Regions from separate parts of the Columba livia genome. Here region 2 is linked to region 1. The links are chromatin contacts, called in public Hi-C maps. All regions are on one chromosome and are shown on one strand. The core of a region is the stretch at or near the end of the contact, and the rest is flanking DNA. Distances in the headings are between cores, read along the strand shown. Region 1 holds the start of ABHD12 (abhydrolase domain containing 12, lysophospholipase). Region 2 overlaps LOC102096032 (glycogen phosphorylase B).

Evidence for each region. A called contact is a pair of places that touch in the nucleus more often than the background predicts.
Region 2: a contact with region 1 is called in a Hi-C map of liver, with 4 times the contacts expected there. The contact joins the enhancer-like site here to the promoter of ABHD12 in region 1. A contact is called at or near these places in 2 of 2 Hi-C or Micro-C datasets (crop and liver).

Annotation. Positions count from the first base shown.
Region 1 is chr3:109,398,556-109,403,904 of bColLiv1.pat.W.v2, reverse strand. ABHD12 (abhydrolase domain containing 12, lysophospholipase) reads right to left here and starts at 1,995. Exons shown (of 14, transcript XM_021300576.2): 1 at 1,735-1,995; 2 at 1,375-1,416. The coding sequence starts at 1,874.
Region 2 is chr3:109,459,263-109,464,450 of bColLiv1.pat.W.v2, reverse strand. It overlaps LOC102096032 (glycogen phosphorylase B), which reads left to right. Exons shown (of 19, transcript XM_065058974.1): 5 at 868-999; 6 at 4,591-4,702. Among named protein-coding and RNA genes, the nearest start is that of ENTPD6, 28 kb to the left of the region's middle. Within about 2 kb of position 2,015, at least 1 of the 3 cell types and tissues checked has an H3K27ac peak away from gene starts, as active enhancers do.

The sequences.
Region 1 (5,349 bases), core at 746-3,245:
TTTGCCTGCTGACCATTTTTAAATGCACAAATGGAGAAATAAATACAAGAAGACTTTCCACAGATTGGATGTTTTCCCTGCTTTTAGCTTGGCTTTTACAACACAGTATCTAACAGCTGTGCTATGTCTGGTTTCCACAATATCCTGCAATATGTGGCCTTTAGACTTGCTCAGTACTCATCACTGAAGTATTTCTCCTTCAGTAAAAAGCACTTGAATGTCATTCACAATGTTGAAGAAGTTAATAAGCTATCATCCGATTACCTTAGAAGTTACCCTCTTGGACAAATGGAATAAATATGCTGAATTTTTAAATATTACAAAAGCAAAGTACTGACAAGACTCTGATCTATTGCACAGTCACTGGAGGGATCAACCCAGCGCCATCTTCAATTACCAAAAGTTTGTCATAACAGAGATCACTGAAAACATCCAAAGGTTTACCTTCAGGGCATAAAGTTGAATAGCTACTACCCAATAAAAGAAATAATATTTTAAAGCCTCTGTCTTTGAACATTACAAAAACCCATGCCATGAACAGGAAAAAGTTATTTTTAAACATTAATTTTGTCTACGAGAACAGAGAAATTTTACCAGGGAAACAGCCACATTGGCTCATTTTTTAGAAATCCACCGATAAGCACTCTCTTTTTTTTAACAACCTGCTGTATTCCCAAAGCACAGCAATTTGGCTTCAACTACCCAAACCACACAGCTCTTTTGATCATTAAATATTCTTCACACTTACAAAACACAGTCAAAGAAAAGCACTATGCTGGTGTAGATTAAGCTAAAAGGTTGCGCCTTTTCCTTCCCAAACCTCTGCAACTGTGAGTCAGTCTTCACTGCGTACTCCATCCCCTGAAATCTTGCGTGAAGGTTTCAGCTTAAAATCTGCAACAATGGAAGATGCTTATATCTTTGTATAGAGGAACACAGCACAAATATACACAAAATGTTTAAAACGTTAACACAGCTAGTAAAAATTCACAGCTAAACTCTTTTCAACAGAGCCACACGTAAAAGTTTCTCCCATCAACACCTAAATCCAATTCATTTATTGGCCTACCTGCAGGCCCCTGCTCCTCCACACTCTCTGATGGATAAGATTTTGTGCTAGCCACTTTTTGGGGAGAGAATGCCTGCCTACATGAAGTGGGCTGGACGAAGCAACCCTCAGGTATGAAAACACAATACTTCTAGCCTTTGTTACGCAAATCTGCGTCTGCAGGACCCACTACCAGCCCATCCTCTAATTAGTTAGATGTACTGAGAACTCGAAAGCATCCGAGGAGGGGACAGCATCTGCTCACCCGGCACACAAGGGCCCGAGCAGTGTAACCAACGTGCGAAACATCCCGAATTCCCACGTACTTTTCTGCCCCCAGGGCTCTTCGGTCGCGGGCTGCCGTGGTGCTGTGGAAAGGCGGAAAGACCCTTTTCCCTCTCCTTGCATAACACAGCCCCGCCACCACCGCCGCTCCCATCATCCTCCCGATCTGTCCCCGTCATCCCCGCCACTAGGCTGAGGAGATGCCCGAGGCTCCGCTCCCCGCCAGGCCACCGGTGGTCCCCGGTGGGGAGGACCGAGAGGCGCTGCGGCCGCAGGCCTGCCGGACAGCGGGGTTGCCGAGGACGGGGGTCCCTCCAGCTAGGTGCGGCGGGCTCAGCAGGAACCGGGGGCGTGGGGGACAACAAAGCCTGGCGCGGGGACGCCACCGCGGCGGCGCTCACCTGCCCAGCGGTCGCTTCATGCCCGTGTCGGCAGCGGGCAGGCGCAGGCTGTGCCTTAGGCTGCAGCCCTTGTCGAGGGGCACGGGCGCGGCAGCGGCGCGCTCATGCTCCACCGTGACCGACTCGTTGCGCTTCCTCATGCCGAAGCGGCGGCGACCGGGGCGGCGGAGACGGCAGGAGCAGCGCGGCTCACTGCCACCGCTCGCCCTGCGCCGCGCTCGCGCCGCACCACGCCCTGCCCCGCCTCACCTGCGCCCCCGCCAATCCCCGCCTCCGGAGCGGTCTCGCGAGGAAGATGCTGCTTGCCAGTACTTCAGAGGGACCGCGGCGCCATTTTTACTGTGGGTAAAAGCGCCGGCTGCCATTTTGTTGGCAGCTGGAGGTGAGGCCTTGGGATGCTCTGTTGGTGCGTGTCACAGGGCAGGGACCCGGGAGACACCGCCGCTGTCATCCTGGAAACCTGCGGGTGGCTGGAGCTGCTGGCACCCCGGTACTTGGGATGGACACCTGGCTTGTGGAGTTGTTGCTCACAAGGGGAGATGAGCCTGGCGTCATGAAACTGCTGCTGCTGAAGAGCTGGTGGAACGTGGGGAAACATGGCAGCTGTGAATTAAAGAAACCACCTGGTCTGCCTGTGCACTGTGAGACCCTGCCCAGTGCTAGAGGCAACAGCATTTGAGCATGGAGAAATGGCTGATATGGATGCAGAGAGAGGCAAAACTAGGAGCAGCCCTGACTGTTAGATTCAGTAGCAAGGACAGGCAGGAATGAACCACTGAGATGACACAGATAATCATAGCCTTGGTCCCTGAACAGTCAGAGATCATTGCCTCTATTTCGTCTTCCAGAACTTTTTCTGAAGCAAAGTTACAGAATTCATTGTCCCCCCTTCCATTCTGTAGCCCTATGGAGAGGTTACAATACCACTCTGGAAAGCATGTCTTCATCTGCTGATCTCTACAGATGCACAGAGGCAAGGCTAACTTGCTACAGAGCTTCCCTAGCAATAGCTGGTGGCTGTGCTGTCCATACCGTTGGGGAGCAGGACAGCAATGCACTGCAGAAAGCAGCCACGCTCAGGTGTTCTGCCTCCCACTGCTGCTGCTGGGCTGATGTATTTGGGTACCTTCTGTGTTCCTGTAAAGTAAAAAAGTGAAGCAATTACAGGAAAACGGCTCTTCGGACAAGTAATCTCAGCTGTCTTGCATCCATTTCTTCTGATTTACTCCTGACTAATCCTGTACCTGACGGAACATGGAGATTAAAGAGAAATACATTAATTAATTAATCCCAGCAGCAAAGAGAAAGGCAGTGGACCAAAAAGGGGGAAGCAATTGTTAAAATGCAAGCCTCAACTCTCAGCAGTTACAGATAGCTAGCGGAAAGTACTGTGTAATGTGCTGATACGTGCTTTGTCATGTCTCCGGAAGCTTCTCCTAGCATTTGTGACCTTTTAGCGATTTTTCTCTCAAGCAGATCATAATTGCTAAAATTTTCAGCCAGGCTTTTGGAAAAACTGGTTGTTCTCTTGCCTGCTTTGAGCAAGAGGGTGTTCCTGTTCCTCTGATTTTGTTTCATTTCCTACATCTCATTGGTACAACTCAATGCTGCAATTGGGTATTGTTAGCCACGTGTTAGGAGCTTTGCCTGGTGACAACATGTCATCAGTGGTGGTCCCTCCAAAAGCAGGCTCTGCAAAGGCTGCATGGGGCTCCTTGGGAGTGACAGTACAGTCCTGTGAAGAGGCACTTGCCAGCTGCTACTACACTTTGACACATGGGACTCACGTGTCGTAAGTCCTCTGAGATGCTTCCAGGTGAAGTTTATTACTGAGAGGGACGATTAAGGAAAATTACTTGAAAGTCTGTCTTTGTGGCATGGGCCTTAATACTGGTTGGCTTTTTTTCTGTGCTAGGAAGAAGACAAGCAAGTATTTTCTTGAGGCAACCTTAAGCTATTCTCAGCGTTTCTAAAGGCTTTTCTTCCTTAACCATGCACAAATATAAACAGGTGCTTGTTTGGTCACTCTCATCACATGACATTTTTAAGATTCATAAATCACCACATGATTTTTTTTTTTTTGTGGAAAATCCTGTAGGCTGGTAGTACGTAATTTATAGAATATGAAGAATATGAAGATCCCATTTGCCCTTCTTACCTATTGAAAAAGATGAGTGCTGCCTCAGAAATACGCCCACTCATAGAAATAAATGCACGGCATCCACTCTGAATTCCAAATTAACCCCAAATGCCATGGTTGAATTCTAGTGGAATTGATGGAAGTTTGTTACAGAGACAAGAGTCCACTACAAACTTATTTCTGCTGCTGTTACAGGCAAACCAAAGTGAAATTCTACCATCTGCAGACACCAAATACTTCCTCTGAACAATGCAAAACAGCTTAGGGAATGTGTTGCCACACATATGATTTCTTAGCACCCAGTAACTCCATGTGGTTCTACAAAGAGAGCATGTACAGGAAGAACAGGAAAATCTAGTCAGGGAAAGAATCTGAGATTTCTTAGCTCAAGGCATGAGCAAAGATTATGGTACAGCAGTAGCAGAAACTGTCCCTGTGGGCAAGGACATGTTCTGTAGGGTTTCTGTATGTCTGGAATGATCTGGCAGAGGTCTGGAGACAGGCCATGGGGCAAGGGCAAGGACACAGCCTGCTGAAGTGCATCGATGGCAATCTCCTCCCTGCTCTGGATCCTCCAGAGGCAGCTTCACCTGAACTCACCTGCCTGGCCTGGAGATGAGGAAGAGTGGTGGAAATTGAAAGACAGCAAGTGGGCACACACCCTAAGTAACATTATAAAGAAAAGGGATAAGAGCTGTGTTTGCCTGTGGATGAGCTCAACCAAGTCTCCCCAAAGGACAGAATCCAGAGCAGTAGAAACTGACAGAACCCCCAAAGGACAGAAGAAAGTAATGCTTAGGAAACCACTAGGAGAGTAATCTCTGGAGACCACAAGGATATTCAGAGCAGCAGAGAAATCAGAAAAGAGCAGAGCCACCTCCTTTGAGGAGGTGATTGAAAGGGGAGCAAAAGCCAAGGAAAGGTGACTCAGGGCAGAGCAGATGGAGACTACACCCTGCTGAGGAAGGCAGCAGTACCTCTGGAAATGCAGAAAGACCTGCGAGGATGACAGCTACCCAAGCTTTCTGTTCCGCAAATTACTCTTCTCTGACAGGACAAAGAGAGAAACCTAATGCTACAAGCTTTCCCTAGCCACTATTCATGCCACAAATCCTATAGGTCAAGTTAGTGGCACATGTTTGTACTTGATGGGCAGCATAGGGCCTTCCAGCGAGTTGAGTGCTCCTCCAGCTGCTGCCTTTGCAGCATAGCACCATGGTATTCTTCGTTCTTCATTGTTGTGATAGGACAAGGGGTAATGATTTTAAACTAAAAGAGGGGAGATTCAAGCTAGACATGAGGAAGAAATATTTTACACTGAGGGTGGTGAAACACTGGCCCAGGTTGCCCAGAGAGGTGGCCGATGCCCCATCCCTGGATGCATTCAAGGCCAGGCTGGTTGGGGCTCTGAGCAACCTGATCTGGTTGAAGATGTCCCTGCTCATTGCAGGGGGTTGGACTAGATGAGCTTTGAA
Region 2 (5,188 bases), core at 766-3,265, 61 kb before region 1:
TTTCCTGGGAGACTGGCAGCAGAGGCTTAAACAGGGACTCTCCCGTTAAGTTAAAATTGGCTAAAAAACTGCTCCAGCTGGGGCAGTCTTAATTAGTGTATGTCTGGAAATGCTTCTAAGCATAAAAGACCTTTTTTTCCCTTTAAAGTAGCTCTCCTTAAGTCAGGGAGGGTGAGAGGATTGTTTTTTCCTCCTTCCCCACAAAGAAGCTGCAGTGCTAGGCCCTATAAATGGTGAAAAGAGGGGAAAAAAAAGCATCCACTGTAACTGGCTTAATGTGACTTTAAAAAGAATGGTGATGGCAATGCTGGGTCGTGGCTCTGACTTGCCCCACCTGGCAGAGCAGCACCTGCAGGCACAGAGCATCTCTCCCAGTGCCTTGGACCCTCTGGTTTCTGGTGCACACCTACCTCCGTGGCTCTGCTGAATTCACTTCACTCGCATTGAGGAGAAGAGAAATCCTCTCTGGAAGAGGGCAGAGCAGTTAGTAAGATCTGGGTTACAGGGGGTGGTTTGTGGCCAGGAACAGCATCAATGAGCTTCTAGGGAACCACATCCCACATATCCCACTATCATGGTGAAATTGGATGTAAAGGCCTTGAGACAGACTGAATGCAGCCATCTGTGCTGGGTGGTTTAAACCTGTACAGGTCTGCAAAGCCAATAGAGGCTGTTTTATTTATACCAGCTGGGATGTAGTCATCCATGTTTTGAAAAGCCCAGCTGTCCTCTAGAGGCCTCTGCATATCCATTTTTAAAGCCAGCTTACTAAAGCTTTGCTTTTAAACTGATCTCCCTTTGGAGAGCCTAGTTTATCTGTCACTTGGAGAAACAAGCCATCACTTGAACCCCATTTGCCTCTTGCAGGTGGAGGAGGCTGATGACTGGCTACGCTATGGCAACCCCTGGGAGAAAGCTCGCCCTGAGTACATGCTCCCCGTGCATTTCTATGGTCGCGTAGATCACACCTCTGAGGGTGTGAAGTGGGTCGACACACAGGTACTAACATCTCTCTGGGTGCTGGGCTGGGGGAGGATGGGCCAAGGTAGCTTGGAGAGGGAGAGTCTGTCCCCGGGTTACCTGAGGTGGTCAGAATTTGCTTCTCTCTCCATCTGGCAACACTCACTCTGCTACCCATACAAAGGTGACTTGGTTGGCTATGGCTGCAGCAGGATTTGAGGAAAAAGAGGGATGATTATAGAATCATAGAATAGTTTGGGTTGGAAGAGACCTTCAAAGCTCATCTAGTCCAAGCCCCCTGCAATGAACAGTAAAATCTTCTACTAGATCAGGTTGCCCAGAGCCGGCATCCATCTGGGCTTTGAATGTTTCCAGGGATGGGGCATCTACCACCTCTTTGGTCAACCTGTTCCAATATTTTACCACCTTCATTGTAAAAAATCTCTTCCTCTTGTCGTGATATTTGGTCACTGCTGTAACTTCAGATCAGTTGGGGCCTCCTTCTCTACTCATTTCCAGGGCGCAGCCCTACAGTCTTGCATGGATTTATGTTGGCAGAGGGTGATATCCCTGGCAGCTGTGTCAGTCTCCTTCAGTACTGTTTCTGGTTACCACTCACTCAAATCCAGTGTTTTTGCAGGTGTTTCTGGTTCTGCTGCTGTGGGTAGAGATTCATCTTGTGGGGTGGCCATCGGTGTTTAATGCCTGTGATCAGAATAAGTTCTTTTCCAGAGCAGCCTGATGTGGAAAGTGCTGTCAGGGGAGGCTGGTGCCATGGTTTCAAGTCTCCAGTCTGCCTGGAGGGCTTGTTTTGTGGCACCATGGAGAGCAAATGCTTCTTTGGCCTCCCATAGCTGGGGAGATAATGCTGTCATTCAGGAGTACGTGCCTGCTCAGAGCACAAGCTGCTGCATGGTAAATGCATTCCAGTCTTACGGCTGAAGAAGGCAAGCTTTAAAGAGGCACAGATTTATTAAGGGAACTGAAGATGTTTCTGCTTCTCCTGTCTAAGCACTGCCCAGGTTGGAGGAAGGAAAGACTATGAACTTCTCTGGGATTCAGGATCGTGACCCAGCCTTGTTCCCATGATGTTCAAAGTCTCTCAGCATGATAAGCCAACTCTGTCCATCTGAGGAGTGCACTGTCATAAAGCCAAGACATTCTCTTCAGTGCCAAGAGCTGAAGCTCAGTTGCAGTGTCGCCCACTCAGAGGAGAAATAAAATGTCCTTTTCCAGGGACCCTAGTTGTGGAAGTCTGTGCAGTGACCAAGGACATTTCTAGGACACGCAGTGCAGAGGTTCAACACCACAGCCCCATAAGCAGCATGAAGGCACTGTGCCAGAGCTCTCTGGGGAAGCAGACCCATGGATCAAGTGCCGTTGTCTTTCAATGTGCTCCTTTTCTGACCCTGGCGGTAGTCCAGGGTTTCAGGGATCCCAAGCAGTGCAGTGGAAACACTCCTTCCCACAAGGAAGTGAATCTTCAGATAGTGCCATTAAGGGAACAAGTTAGAAAGGCTCAAAAAAGCCAAAGATGTAGTCTCCAAATATAGCGTTGCTCAGTTCATGTAATGTGCAGCCAGTCCTGTGGCTCAGGCAAGGCAGGCTTTCTGCCTGCTTCCATGTTCAGAGCTTCTAATAGCAGCTTTGAGTGCCTGAGCTTTTGCTGATTCTCCCCAGCGGGGACGTGTTGCCGACACCAGCATGAAGAGGCTGTTCAGGGCTAACATGCTGATCTGCCTGGCTTTTCCCTGCCCTGTGAGCACAGCTCCTTCAGTTCTGTGCTGCCTCTCACTTCTTCAAGAAGCATTTGGACAACGACCTCAGACACATGGTGTGAATTTTAGGCTGGTCCTGTGCAGGGACAGGAGTTGGACATGATGATCCTTGTGGGTCCCTTCCAGCTCAGGACCTTCTATGATTCTGTGATCTTTGCTTGGGGACAGCTTCTGGCTGCTGTGCCAGTGCACACTGACTTGTTCAGGAGGATACTGGCTCCTTTTGCCAGTGTAAGAGAGGCAGCCCAGGCTCCATGCTGCAGCATCTGGGCCTTGCGCTGCAAGCACCATTCAGCTCTGCTGGCATAAGCCTTCAGCTTCTTTGCTCCAGGGTGCCGCACCTCACTGCTCGGCAGGTCTGAGGACATGCAGATGTTGACACAGCAGTGAGCTGGAGCACACAATCTTGGAAGCACACCCATGCCTTGCCTGTCTAGTTTAATCTGAGCTGGGAGACCCAGTATTATGCCCTGTAGCCATGTGTGCAGCACCCTGATGCTTAAGCGTCATCTGAAGCATCATTGCCGACCCCATGCAGTGCTACAGGCTCAGGAAAGAGTGGCTGGAAAGCTGCCTGGCATAAAAGGATCTGGGGGTGTTGATTGACAGCAGCTGAATATGAGCCAGCAGTGTGTGCCGGTGGCCAAAAAGGCCAACAGCATCCTGGCTTGTATCAGGAACAGTGTGGCCAGCAGGACTAGAGAAGTGATCGGCACTGGTGAGGCCCCACCTCAAATACTATGTGCAGTTTTGGGCCCCTCACTGTAGGAAAGACAATGAGGTGCTGGAGAGAATTCAGAGAAGGGCAACAAAGCTGGTGATGGGTCTGGAGCACAAGTCTGATGAGGAGCAACTGAGGGAACTGGGGCTGTTTAGCCTGGAGAAAAGAAGGCTGAGGGGAGACCTTATCACTGTCTACAACTACCTGAAAGGAGGTTGTAGCATGGGGGGTGTTGGTCTCTTCTCCCAAGTAGCAAGTGACACGACAAGAGGAAATGACCTCAAGTTGCACCAGGGGACATTTGGATTGGATATTGGGGAAAAGTTCTTGCTGGAAAGGGTTGTCAGGCATTGGAACAGGCTGCCCAGGGAAGTGGTGGAGTCACCTGGGGGTGTTTAAAAGGCTCATAGATGAGGTTCTTAGGGACACAGTTTAGTGCCAGTTAATGGTTGGACTCAGTGATCTTGAGGGTTTCTTCCAACCAAAATGATTCCATGATTCTATGATATGTAGACTGCATTAATAGTTGTGCACTCAAGTTCAGTTTGGGTGCCAGAGATCTCAGTGGATTTACCCACGCAGGTTCAACAAACCTTGAACATTGGATGAATTGCCCTGGGAATGGTGCTGCAGTGGTAGGGTTTGGTCCTGGCAGGCTGCAGAAGGCTTACAGGCAGGATTCAGGCTGTGGAGCTTATCTCGGATGGAAACACAAAGGTCTCAGCTGCTCTGGTCCTACCCCAGCATAGACAATGTTGTCATGGCCAGCTGAGGGTGCTGGCAGTGCTCTGGTCAATAACTAACAAGTATGCCAGTTGGTATAGGAAGGTCAGCAGGTTGCTTGCAAATCTCTTATACGTTTCATTGGTGGGCTTGTAACTCCAATTTGCCTATAAAGCTCCAAACAACTCTGCTTCTCCTATAAATGCTTTGCCAGTGGGTGCTGGAAGTGTCCATGATAGCAGGGAAGTCTGTGAAGCTTAGCAGGTGTATTTTAGTGAGGTGAGATTCTTACCACTGCCAGGATTTGTCTGTGTCCTCTGGATTCCTCCTGCAAAGGCTTCAGCCAATTTCCCACCTTCTTTGAGGCCACCATGCTGCTAATCAGAGGGGAATACTGTTCTTTTGCAGGTTGTCCTTGCGATGCCTTATGACACGCCAGTGCCTGGATACAAGAACAACACTGTAAACACCATGAGGCTGTGGTCTGCAAAAGCACCCAATGACTTCAACCTCCAAGAATGTAAGTGCCATCCCTCCCTGGCCGCTCTTCTGGCCAGACTGGGACATGGTTGTCCTGGTGTGCACAGCACCTGGCACCACACTCTCTGACCTGCTTTATCCATGCCTCCTGGCCACCTCCAAAACACAGTGCTGTGTGTGCATCCATGGATCACGCTACCTCCACCCACTTCCAGAGCCCTCGTGCACCAGGACACCCATCCATTCTCCTTTGATCCCCATTGTGCTTATCATGCTCTTAAAATCTGCCCTGTGGCTTCCCCAAGTGATGGACCACCTGCCACTGCGCTCCCCACATCACCAAATGAGCTGCAAACCCACACCTGCCAAGGAGGGTCATTTCTGTGCAGCATTGGTGAGGCCACACCTGGAGTATTGTGTTCAGTTCTGGGCCCCTCAGTTCAGGAAAGACATTGAAGTGCTGGAGCGGGTCCAGAGAAGAGCAACACGACTGGTGAAGGGACTTGAACATAAGACCTATGAGGAG